Linked DNA regions of Sus scrofa: regions 1 and 3 are each linked to region 2. A link is a contact called in public Hi-C and HiChIP or PLAC-seq data. All regions are on one chromosome and are shown on one strand. The core of a region is the stretch at or near the end of the contact, and the rest is flanking DNA. Distances in the headings are between cores, read along the strand shown. Region 1 holds the start of BRK1 (protein BRICK1). Region 2 holds the start of IRAK2 (interleukin-1 receptor-associated kinase-like 2). Region 3 overlaps IRAK2 (interleukin-1 receptor-associated kinase-like 2).

Region 1 (3,369 bases), core at 555-3,054, 35 kb before region 2:
TTTACTTATTTAGTCTTTTTAGCACAGCATATGGAAGTTCCCAGGCTAGGGGTCGATTCAGAGCTGCAGCTGCCGGCCTACACCACATCCACAGCAATGCAGGATCCAAGCTGTGTCTGAGACCTACACCACAGCTCATGGCAATGCTGGATATTTCACCCACTGAGCGAGGACAGGAATCAAACCTGTATCCTTATGGATACTAGTCGGGTTTGTTACTGCTGAGCCACAATGGGAACTCCTTTATTTTCTCTTGAATCAGAGACAAAAGTTTTTATTGTGCAGTTGAGTTTTTTTTAATGAAAGTCTGCAAAGCAAAATTATATGATTAAAAATTGTTAGACAATGGTTCATCATGCTGTACAGTAGAAAAAATGACAGAACTCTGTAAACCAGCTATAATGGAAAAAATATCATTATATAAAATAAAGACAGTTCCCATCGTGGCGCAGTGGTTAACGAATCCGACTAGGAACCATGAGGTTGCGGCTTCGGTTCTTGGCCTCGCTCAGTGGGTTAACAATCCGGTGTTGCTGTGAGCTGTGGTGTAGGTTGCAGACGCCGCTCGGATCCCATGTTGCTGTGGCACTGGCGTAGGCTGGCAGCTACAGCTCGGATTCGACCGCTAGCCTCGTGAACCTCCATATGCCGTGGGAGCGACCCAAGAAATGGCAGAAAGACTAAATAAATAAAGACAAAATATTTTTTAAAATTGTTAAAAAAGAAAAAGAAAAAGGAATTCCCATCGTGGCACATTAGAAACGAATCCGACTAGGAACCATGAAGTTTCGGGTTAGATCCCTGGCCTTGCTCACCGGGTCAAGGATCCATTGTTGCCGTGAGCTGTGGTGTAGGTTTGCAGACGCTGCTTTGATCTGGCATTGCTGTGGCATAGGCTGGCAGCTACAGCTCTGATTAGACCCCCTAGTCTGGAAACCTCCATATGCCAGGGGTGCGGGCTCCCCCACCAAAAAAAAAGAAAAGAAAAAATTTTGTATTTTGTTTTCTTCTTCACTTTAGCATGTGTGTTCTGTTGCCATAATTGACATTTAAATGACCTCATAATATTGCTCTAAGTGACTATACTGATATTTAGCCATTCCCCAACAGTTGAGATTTGTTTTTTTAAATGAATGATGCCTTTAAGAACATTGTGCTCAAAGTGTTTTCTCTTTTCCAATGAGCTCTTCTTTTTTGTCTTTTTTGGGCCGCATCCCAAGGCATGTGGACTTCCCAGGCTAGGGGTCGAATCAAAGCTGTAAGCTGCCAGCCTGGACCACAGCCATCAGATCAAAGACTCTGCAGCTCTATCTAACCCACTGAGCTAGTGCCAGGGATGGAATCCACGTCATGGATACTAGTCATGTTCCTTACGGCTGAGCCACAACGGGAACTCCACCAATGACTTTATTAAATTTCCTTCTGAATAGATCTTGCCAGCTTACAGTATGACCAGCTATTTACTAATTTTCCCATTTCCCTTCAGCCAGCCTCTTCATCTCTAAGTATTATAGTTTAAAAAAATAACCTTTTGTTCATTTGATAAATGCAAGGTGGGCATCATGTGTTGTTAAAAGGCATTTTTGAAATGACTTGTGTTTTCTGTGGTTTAATTGGCATTGCCCAGCTTATTGTGGTCAGAGATCTCAGTTTGGAGCGCCTGAAGTTAGGGTTGATGCGGGCTCACGCGCCCCCTAACGACCAAAACTGCCAGTGACTGAGGGGGGACGGGGGGGGCTCTGAGTGCGTGCGCACTCCATTCTCCAAGCCGGTTTTGCGGCCACCGTTTTCCGGGGTGTGGGAGAAGAGCGAAGACGCTGGCGGGGACTTGACAATGCGCAGGCGCATCACGAAGCCTGTGGATTTGTGGCCAACCGAGCATGGGCGTGGGCTGGCTGCGTCGGCGCACTGGAGGCCTGGAGGGTCGAGGCGCGTGCGCAGTCGCGCTTCCTTCAGCTGCAGCCATGGCAGGCCAAGAGGATCCCGTGCAGCGGGAGATTCACCAGGATTGGGCGAACCGGGAGTACATTGAAGTCATCACCAGCAGCATCAAGAAAATCGCAGACTTTCTCAACTCGTTTGGTCAGCGGGCGAGCAGGGGGAGGCAGGGAGGAGGGGGGCCCGCCTAGGGAGGGCGCTGAGAAGCTTTGACGCGGGTTCTGGGAGCCGTGGGCTCCTGCTGGTGTTTGCTTCCGCCTTCAGGCCGCACTTTTCCCCTCTCGCTCTGACCCCCGGCCTCCACTGATCATTCCCTGTGGGGTTATCCTGCCCCACGCTGAGCTCATCGGCTTCATTGCCTTCCCCCCGCATCCAGTAACAAGTCCGTTCCTTTCCCGGACGTGTCAGACAGCCCCATCCATCGCCTGAATCTTTCCTTCTCTTCAGGCGTCTCCCTTCTTTTGTGCTTCGTTTCAGTCGTCACTTGGTGCTCAGAGAGCGCTGTCCAGAAGCCCTTTAGCGTCGAGCCTGTTAGTCGCCCCTCCTGTCGGTCCTTTCCTGTCTCGGCGTGTGCTGTGCAGAGTGGTAGATGAGAGCGGAGGAGGGCCCACATCGCGTCCGGCCAGGGACATCTCTGCATCGCTAGTATCTAGACCACAGTGGGTGTTGTCTGCTTCTAGCAAAATCTTTCCTTGGCATGACCTGTCCGTGACAGTCTTAAAGTTCCTTCCGCGTTGTTTCCTATCCTTGTGCTACACCCTGCAGCAGAGACTCCTGACTCTTGTTCTCCGAGTGTTACTTTGAAAGAACCGGGCACTGGGTAAACTTTTTATGTCATCACAAGGTGTGGGGATGACATCTAGTGATCTTTTTCCAGTTGTGCTTCTGGCCCACTAATTCAGCAACATTAAGCGATTAAGTAGGGGAAACTGATAAATTTAAAAAGACTTAAAAAGGAATTATTTTCTTGCTAAGAGAAGTCCAAAGGAGTGTATAAAGGTGACAGCAAGAGATTTGTCCAAAAGCATCAGCAAGACAAACTAGATCTGAGTACAAGGCTCTTTCTCAGTCTCTGTGGGGAAGACAGAATAAGAACCATTTCCTACAATTAAGTGATTTCTATTTTGAAGATGAAATAATGACATCAGAGCAAAGCAGAACATTGTTTCTGATTTAATATATTTACATATAGGAATTCCCCTTGTTGCTCGGCAGTAACAAACCTGACTAGTATCCATGAGGACCTGTGTTTGATTCTTGGCCACACTCAGTAATTTAAAGATCTGTGTTGCAGGAGCTGTAGTGTAGGGTGCAGAGGTGGCTGGGATTCTGCATTCCTCTGGCTGTGGTGTAGGCCAGCAGCTACAGCTCCGATTCAACCCCTAGCCTTGGAACTTCCATATGCCTTGGGTTTGGCCCTGAAAAGACAAA
Region 2 (3,348 bases), core at 819-3,318:
AACAATATTATCAATGGCAGCTACCACTTTCTGTCTTTTTTTTTTTTTTTTTTTTTTTTTGGTCTCTATAGGGCCATACCCACAGCATATGGAGATTCCCAGGCTAGGGGTCTAATCGGAGCTGTATCCACCAGCATATGCCAGAGCCACAGCAACATGGGATCTGAGCTTCATCTGCAACCTACACCACAGGTCACAGCAACACCGGATCCTTAACCCACTGAGTGAGGCCAGGGATTGAACCCGCAATCTCATGGTTCATAGTTGAATGCGTTAACCACTGAGCCACGACAGGAACTCCTGGCAGCTATCACTTTTTGACCACAGTCTTTGTGCAAGGAAGACCCTGTCTAAATTGATGTAATCAACAATTGATTATAAACTAATCAATTGTATTTTCTGTAGATTGATTTAATCCTCTTCCCTTGCTCACAAGGCCATAGGAATGATTACTCCCACTTTAAAGATGTAGAAATCAAGGAGTTCCTGCTGTGGTGCAGTGGGTTAAGGATCTGGCATTGCTGCAGCTGCAGTGTAGGTCATTGCCATTGCCACAGCTGTGATGTAGGTCGTAACCTATAGGCTTGGATCTGACCCCTGCCCTGGGAACTCCATGTGCCAAGAGGCAGCCAAAAAATAAAAAATTAAAAAATAAATTTCATTTTTGTTTCCTTCTTCTTTCAACAGCCGATGTTTAGGGCTCCAAAGAGGTGCTCAGTCTGCCCTCAATGATGCTGCTTAACTCCTTGGAATCCACTTACTTTTTTTTTTTTTCCCCAGGCCTGTGGCATGGGGAAGTTCCCGAGCTAGGGATCATACTTGTGCCACAGTAGTGACTTGTGCCACAGTAGTGACAATGCCAGATCCTTAACCCAACAGGCCACCAGGGAACTCCAGAACCCATTTACTTTTGTGTAAAAAAGGGATTAATAATATTTGTAACACAGGATTATGAGAATCACATAAAATGATTTCCACAAAGCACATTGCAGGTGTAGATAAATGGTAGTTATTACAATAAAGAGGCAGTTTGTAGCTAATGGTCAGACTGGATTCCAGCTCTGCCACTTTGTACCGCTGATTTTAGGCAAGTTATTTGACTGTTCTGTGTCTCAGTTTCCTCATGTGTACGTTGAGGGAGACACATAAGATCATTTTAAGTAAAATAAGCCTGGTGAAGTTTGCCCATCATAAATGCTTAATAAAATTAGCAGTTACATTCTTCTACCCTACTTAATAATAATTCAGTTTGCTCCCCAGTTCCTCTCACCATACTCTGCTTTGCCCCAATAGTATTTATCACCTTCTAAGACAGTGAATAATGGAATTAGCCACTCTCCTGCCCTCTTTTACAGTACTCTACTTTTATTCCCAAACATTACCTATTACCTTCTAAAGAGCTAAATTATTTACTTATTTAGCATTTTATTGCTTGTTGTGTTATCTCCATCCAAGGCAGGAATTTTGCCCTGTTTTCTTCAGAAGGATCCCCAGCACCTAGAACAGTGCATAGTATGGAGGAGGGAATCAGTAAATATTAGCCATTATAATCACAGTCTATCCTCACCATCCTATTTAGTATAGAGTCTTTTCCCTGTTTGCTCTAACTCCTGATTCCTCTTAAAGAACTTTTTTTCTCTTTTGCAATATCACTTACTACCTCTTAGCATTCTAAGTAACTTACTTATTCAGTATCTTTATTTATTGCTAGTTCTGGCCCCACTCCGGTCCATCTAGATTGTAAGTCCCATAAGTACAAGGACTTTATAAAGTTTTCTCCCCTTATGCATGTTCAACACCTAGACAGTGCCTGACATATAGCAGGTAATTAATAGACTATCCGTTGAATGAATCATATATGGTGGAGCGCCAAAAACCCTAGAAGTGGAGTCAGAAGTTCTCTCGGGACTGTCACTGGATTCCCAGGTGGCCTTAAACGTGTTGCCTCCCAAATATGGGTTGGTTTCCCCTCCCGGCTGGGATCCTCCTAGTTTCACAGCCGCTCAGCCCGCCGGGAGGCGTCATGCCCTCGGTGGCCGCTGGGGGCGATCGCACACAGGGAAGCCCCGCCCACTTCCCGGGCGGCCGACGGGGGTGCATCTCCCCGCCTGCAGCTAGAGAAGCTGAGTCCAGCCGAGTTCGACTCATTTGTCTGCGAGCCTTCCCGCCGGCCCGCGAAGCCCGGCCATGTCCTGCTACATCTACCAGCTGCCCTCCTGGGTGCTGGACGACCTGTGCCGCAACATGGACACGCTGAGCGAGTGGGACTGGATGCAGTTCGGTGAGTTGTCCCCCTGCGACCCCGCTCAGCCCTCTCCCCACCTCTGTTTATGTGAATCCTGATCCGAGGGGCTTTCGGCGCTGCCGTCCTGGACCCGAGCCTCGCTGTTCCCCGGACAGGCACTGCCCCCTCTCTGGAGCCCAATGTGGTCCTCGGGAAGGTGTTAGGTGATCGTGGACGAGTTCTGCTATTACTCTGTTGCTGAGTAATGTCAGGCTCGACTTGCCTGGTTACAGTAAAGCTTAAACTGATTCCTGTCAGAAATGACTGGTTCTTTTTGTGTGCTCGGCCCCATGTAAGCACCTGACACGGCTTATCTCATTTAATTCCCACAGCGGCCTGGGATTTAGAGGTAGAGTCATTCGCGGAAGCGGATGGGTGGGGTAAGACATTGCTAAGTGGTAGAGTGGGATTTGAACCCCGTATCTGGCCCTGCCAGGATATTGCTTGTCCTTGGTGTAATTTGTTTGCGCCTGGTGATAGGCTGAGGTTTTGGCATCCGGGGGAGGCTGCGCAGCAGTGTAGCCCTCATGCGCCCAGAGGTCTGTATCCCAGTCTCCATCTCATCCGAGCTGGTGACTTTGGGCAAGTTGCTTAACCTCTCTGGGCCTCAGCTTCTTAATCTGCAAACTGGAGGTGGTGGTTAGAAAAAACTGTATAAAAAGCACTTGACCCCTTTTGTCAGATTCTTGTAAGTAATAAGGAAGTGTTAATTATAATTCTTAGTTTTATGTTTTAAGTCGGTGTGACTGGTGCCACTTTATTTTTTATTTTTTGTTTTTTTTTTTTGTCTTTTGTTGTTGTTGTTGTTGCTATTTCTTGGGCCGCTCCCGCGGCATATGGAGGTTCCCAGGCTAGGGGTCCAATCGGAGCTGTAGCCACCGGCCTACGCCAGAGCCACAGCAACGCGGGATCCGAGCCACGTCTGCAACCTTCACCACAGCTCACGGCAACGCCGGATCGTTAACCCACTGAGCAAGGGCAGGGACCGAACCCGCAACCTCATGGTTCCTAGTCGGATTCGTTAACCACTGCGCCACGACGGGAACTCCCACTTTATTTTTTAA
Region 3 (3,099 bases), core at 573-3,072, 48 kb after region 2:
GTTCACATCCATCGAGCCGTCTAATTGTCTCTCCAATTGTCTGTTCAGCCACACAGCAGCCACCCATCCATTCGGTGTCTGTCTACCCATCCACCCTTCCATCCTGTCACCACCCCCATCCATCATTACTGTGTGCCACGCCCTTGGAAAGTAAATGTAACTAAAACACAATCCCTCCCCCTCGAGTTCATGGCCTGAGTGTAGACCTCCAAAGTAATTTCTATAGCACACAAGTTCCCTGAGAACTCGATAGGTTACATGTGTTTAAAAGATTTTAATGGGAGTTCCCTTGTGGCACAGCAGGTTGAGGATCCGGATTGTCACTGCAGTGGCTTGGGTCGCTGCCCTGGCGTGAGTTCAATCCCTAACGTGGGAACTTGCACATGCTGCACATACAGCCAAAAAAAAAAAAAAAAAGAGGTTTTGACATGTTTAAATAGGTTTGAGAAATGCTGGGTTGAACAAAGCTAAGCAGAAGAAAAGAAAGTGACCACAAAATCAGAGCCTTTAATGTGGTAATGAGCCTTCAACCTGGTAACTGAATTTACCATAGCCCAGCAAACATATGTAGCGTTTCCCAAATTCATTTGACTATGGAACCTTGTTTTCTTCGTATCTCTAAACATCGGAGACCCATAGATCCCAGCCTGGGAAATGCTGGCTGAGAAAAGTGACCTCTGCCAAGAGCCACTAGCTGCGTCTTGGACCTTTTGCCTTTTCTCTTCTCCAGCCTCAAACTCTCCACTTCCTTTCTGTGACCACGGTCTCCTGTCCTCTGCTTCTCCCACTAATGCCCTTCCTCTGAGCCACTTCTGCCCTCAGCCCAACAATGCCAGATTCTGCTTCCCTCTGCCTTTTAGCCCATTGGGCCTTCTGATTTCCTTGCCCTCTAATGCCCCCACCCTCCCCCAGCCCCACTGCCAGGGGCTTGGTGAGTTCAGTAAGGCCAGCCCAGGCTCCTGCTCCTTTGAGAAGTAGGGGAACTGGACCCTAAGGATGCAGGCACTATAGTGTAGAAGAACTTAGGTGCACGGGGTTGCAATTGCTTTCAGCTATGTGACCTAGGGTATCACCTATAATTCTGGGCCTCAGTTTTATCCTCTGTAAAATGGGGGTAATGATACATATGGAGGTAATGTATATAAACTGGTTAGCAGAGTACCTTGCATAGATCAAGATGATGATTATTGTGGTTATTGCAATTATTCCTACCTTCATGCCCTCACTCCTTATTTTTGTTCACTCTTGACTTTTTATTTTTTATTTATTTTATTTTTTGCATTTTTTTAGGGCCGTGGCATATGGAAGTTCCCAGGATAGGGGTCAAATCGGAGCTATAGCTACTGGCCTGCACACAGCCATAGCAACGCAGGATCCGAGCCATGTTTGCGACCTACACCACAGCTCACAGCAGCCTGGATCCCTGACCTACTGAGCAAGGCCATGGATTGAACCCTCATCCTCATGGATACTAGTTGGATTCATTTCCACTGTGCTACAACGGGAACTCCCCAATCTTGACCTTTTAAATCAGCTCATTTGAGTTCCTCCTTCCTTCCTTCTTTCCTTCTTTCACTCACTCAGTGAGTGCCTCCTGGCTCCCTTCAGTCTTTTTCTCAGCTCTGCCACTGATGGATGGTGTGATTTTGAACTTTGGTTCCTCTGTGGAGAGCGCTGTGCTTCTCTGTGGTTTTTTGATGAGCACTAAATGACGTCTGTCAAAGGCCTACCATGTGGAAGGGGCAGAGGAAATGTTTGTTTCTTTCCCCTTAGCTCCCCCTCCCTTGCAGGAGCTGGTCAGGAGTCCCTTTTCAAGGGCCCGTCTGCCCACTGCAAGGGTGCCCTCTGCTGCCCTTTCCTGGCCACTGCCGCCTGTTAGTTACCCTGCAGGCCCTTCCTTTGAGGGCAGAGGATTTCTCAGCAGTACTGTGACCTATTTTCTGACTTTGAGAGAAGTTGTGGGAGGGAGATTTGACACCACAGATGGGGTACTCACTCCCTCATACTTACAACTGCTAGGTCACCATTTACCAGAGAAGGTTACAGGCTCAGATTTTAGTTGCCCAGAGATCACCTAAGCATGTAAGACCCAGAGAATTTGAACCCAGGCCTGACTATAGACTCCTTAGCCAGCATGCTGTTACCTCTGCTGAGAATTCCTGTTCAAAGCAGGTTTCCCGTTTAAGACACAAATCACAGTTGGTCGATTTTGTGGTGGCTCACACTGGCTCAGGGCTGTGCTTTTTTTGGGAACAGATGAATTAACGAGTGGAGGATGTTAGCAAAAGCCTGTGGGTGAAACATGCTGTGGATGTTGCTGAGACTTTCTGTCTAGAATGCTTATCTGCATGTGGTTCCTCCTTTTCCTGAGATTGACATAGCAGTGCCTGCCTACCATTTCTGATGGGTATTAAATGAAATCATCTTTGGGGTTCCCGTCGTGGCGCAGCGGTTAATGAATCTGACTAGGAACCATGAGGTTGCGGGTTCGATCCCTGGCCTCGCTCAGTGGGTTAAGGATCTGGCATTGCCATGAGCTGTGGTGTAGGTCGCAGATGCGGCTCGGATCCCGCGTTGCTCTGGTGTAGGCTGATGGCTACAGCTCCGACTGGACCCCCAGCCTGGGAACCTCCATATGCCACAGGAAGCAGCCCTAGAAAAGGCAAAAAGACAATAAATAAATAAATAAATAAATAAATAAATAAATGAAATCTTTATAGTGTGGGTGTATGTATATATAGTTAGATAGATAGATAGATGTATAGTGTATGTGTGTGTGTGTGTGTGTGTGTGTGTGTGTATAAAGAGAGAGAGAGAGATGTATTTATCTGTCTATCTGATACACACACATTTGGTTTTCATCCTCCGTGCCTTGCTATCAATTAATTCAAACCTTCTCCTGTCAGCTGAGTGGCATGTTTAGTTGGAAGAGGGATTTAGTGATGTTCCCATGTTCCAGATTTTGGGTAAATGTCTATGCTGGCAAATGGGAGAGCCAGGCCTAGAGCTCAGGCTTTGTTCCCAAGAGGAAGCCTCTCTCTGGGCCAGAATCTCCTATCTAAACTTGTGCATGGGTGTCTGCCCCATGCTGACTCTGTG

What was found. A called contact is a pair of places that touch in the nucleus more often than the background predicts. HiChIP or PLAC-seq counts read pairs in DNA pulled down with a chosen protein or histone mark.
Region 1: a Hi-C map of liver shows a contact between it and region 2, with 2.1 times the contacts expected there. The contact joins the promoter of BRK1 here to the promoter of IRAK2 in region 2. A contact is called at or near these places in 4 of 47 Hi-C or Micro-C datasets (embryonic fibroblasts, heart right ventricle, liver and 1 more) and 1 of 2 datasets of contacts at active chromatin or transcription factors (alveolar macrophages).
Region 3: a contact with region 2 is called in an H3K27ac HiChIP or PLAC-seq map of alveolar macrophages. The contact joins the enhancer-like site here to the promoter of IRAK2 in region 2. A contact is called at or near these places in 1 of 5 promoter capture datasets (liver), 22 of 47 Hi-C or Micro-C datasets (adipose tissue, alveolar macrophages, blood and 12 more) and 2 of 2 datasets of contacts at active chromatin or transcription factors (alveolar macrophages and skeletal muscle).

The regions. Positions count from the first base shown.
Region 1 is chr13:66,313,634-66,317,002 of Sscrofa11.1, forward strand. BRK1 (protein BRICK1) reads left to right here and starts at 1,805. Exons shown (of 3, transcript XM_003132361.5): 1 at 1,805-2,082. The coding sequence starts at 1,881.
Region 2 is chr13:66,348,538-66,351,885 of Sscrofa11.1, forward strand. It overlaps IRAK2 (interleukin-1 receptor-associated kinase-like 2), which reads left to right and starts at 2,069. Exons shown (of 13, transcript XM_021069319.1): 1 at 2,069-2,281. The coding sequence starts at 2,188.
Region 3 is chr13:66,397,034-66,400,132 of Sscrofa11.1, forward strand. The region is part of intron 9 of IRAK2 (interleukin-1 receptor-associated kinase-like 2); the gene reads left to right. Among named protein-coding and RNA genes, the nearest start is that of TATDN2, 23 kb to the right of the region's middle. Within about 2 kb of position 1,823, at least 16 of the 83 cell types and tissues checked have an H3K27ac peak or open chromatin away from gene starts, as enhancers often do. A contact at or near this core is called in adipose tissue, alveolar macrophages, brain and 3 more, where this site is marked.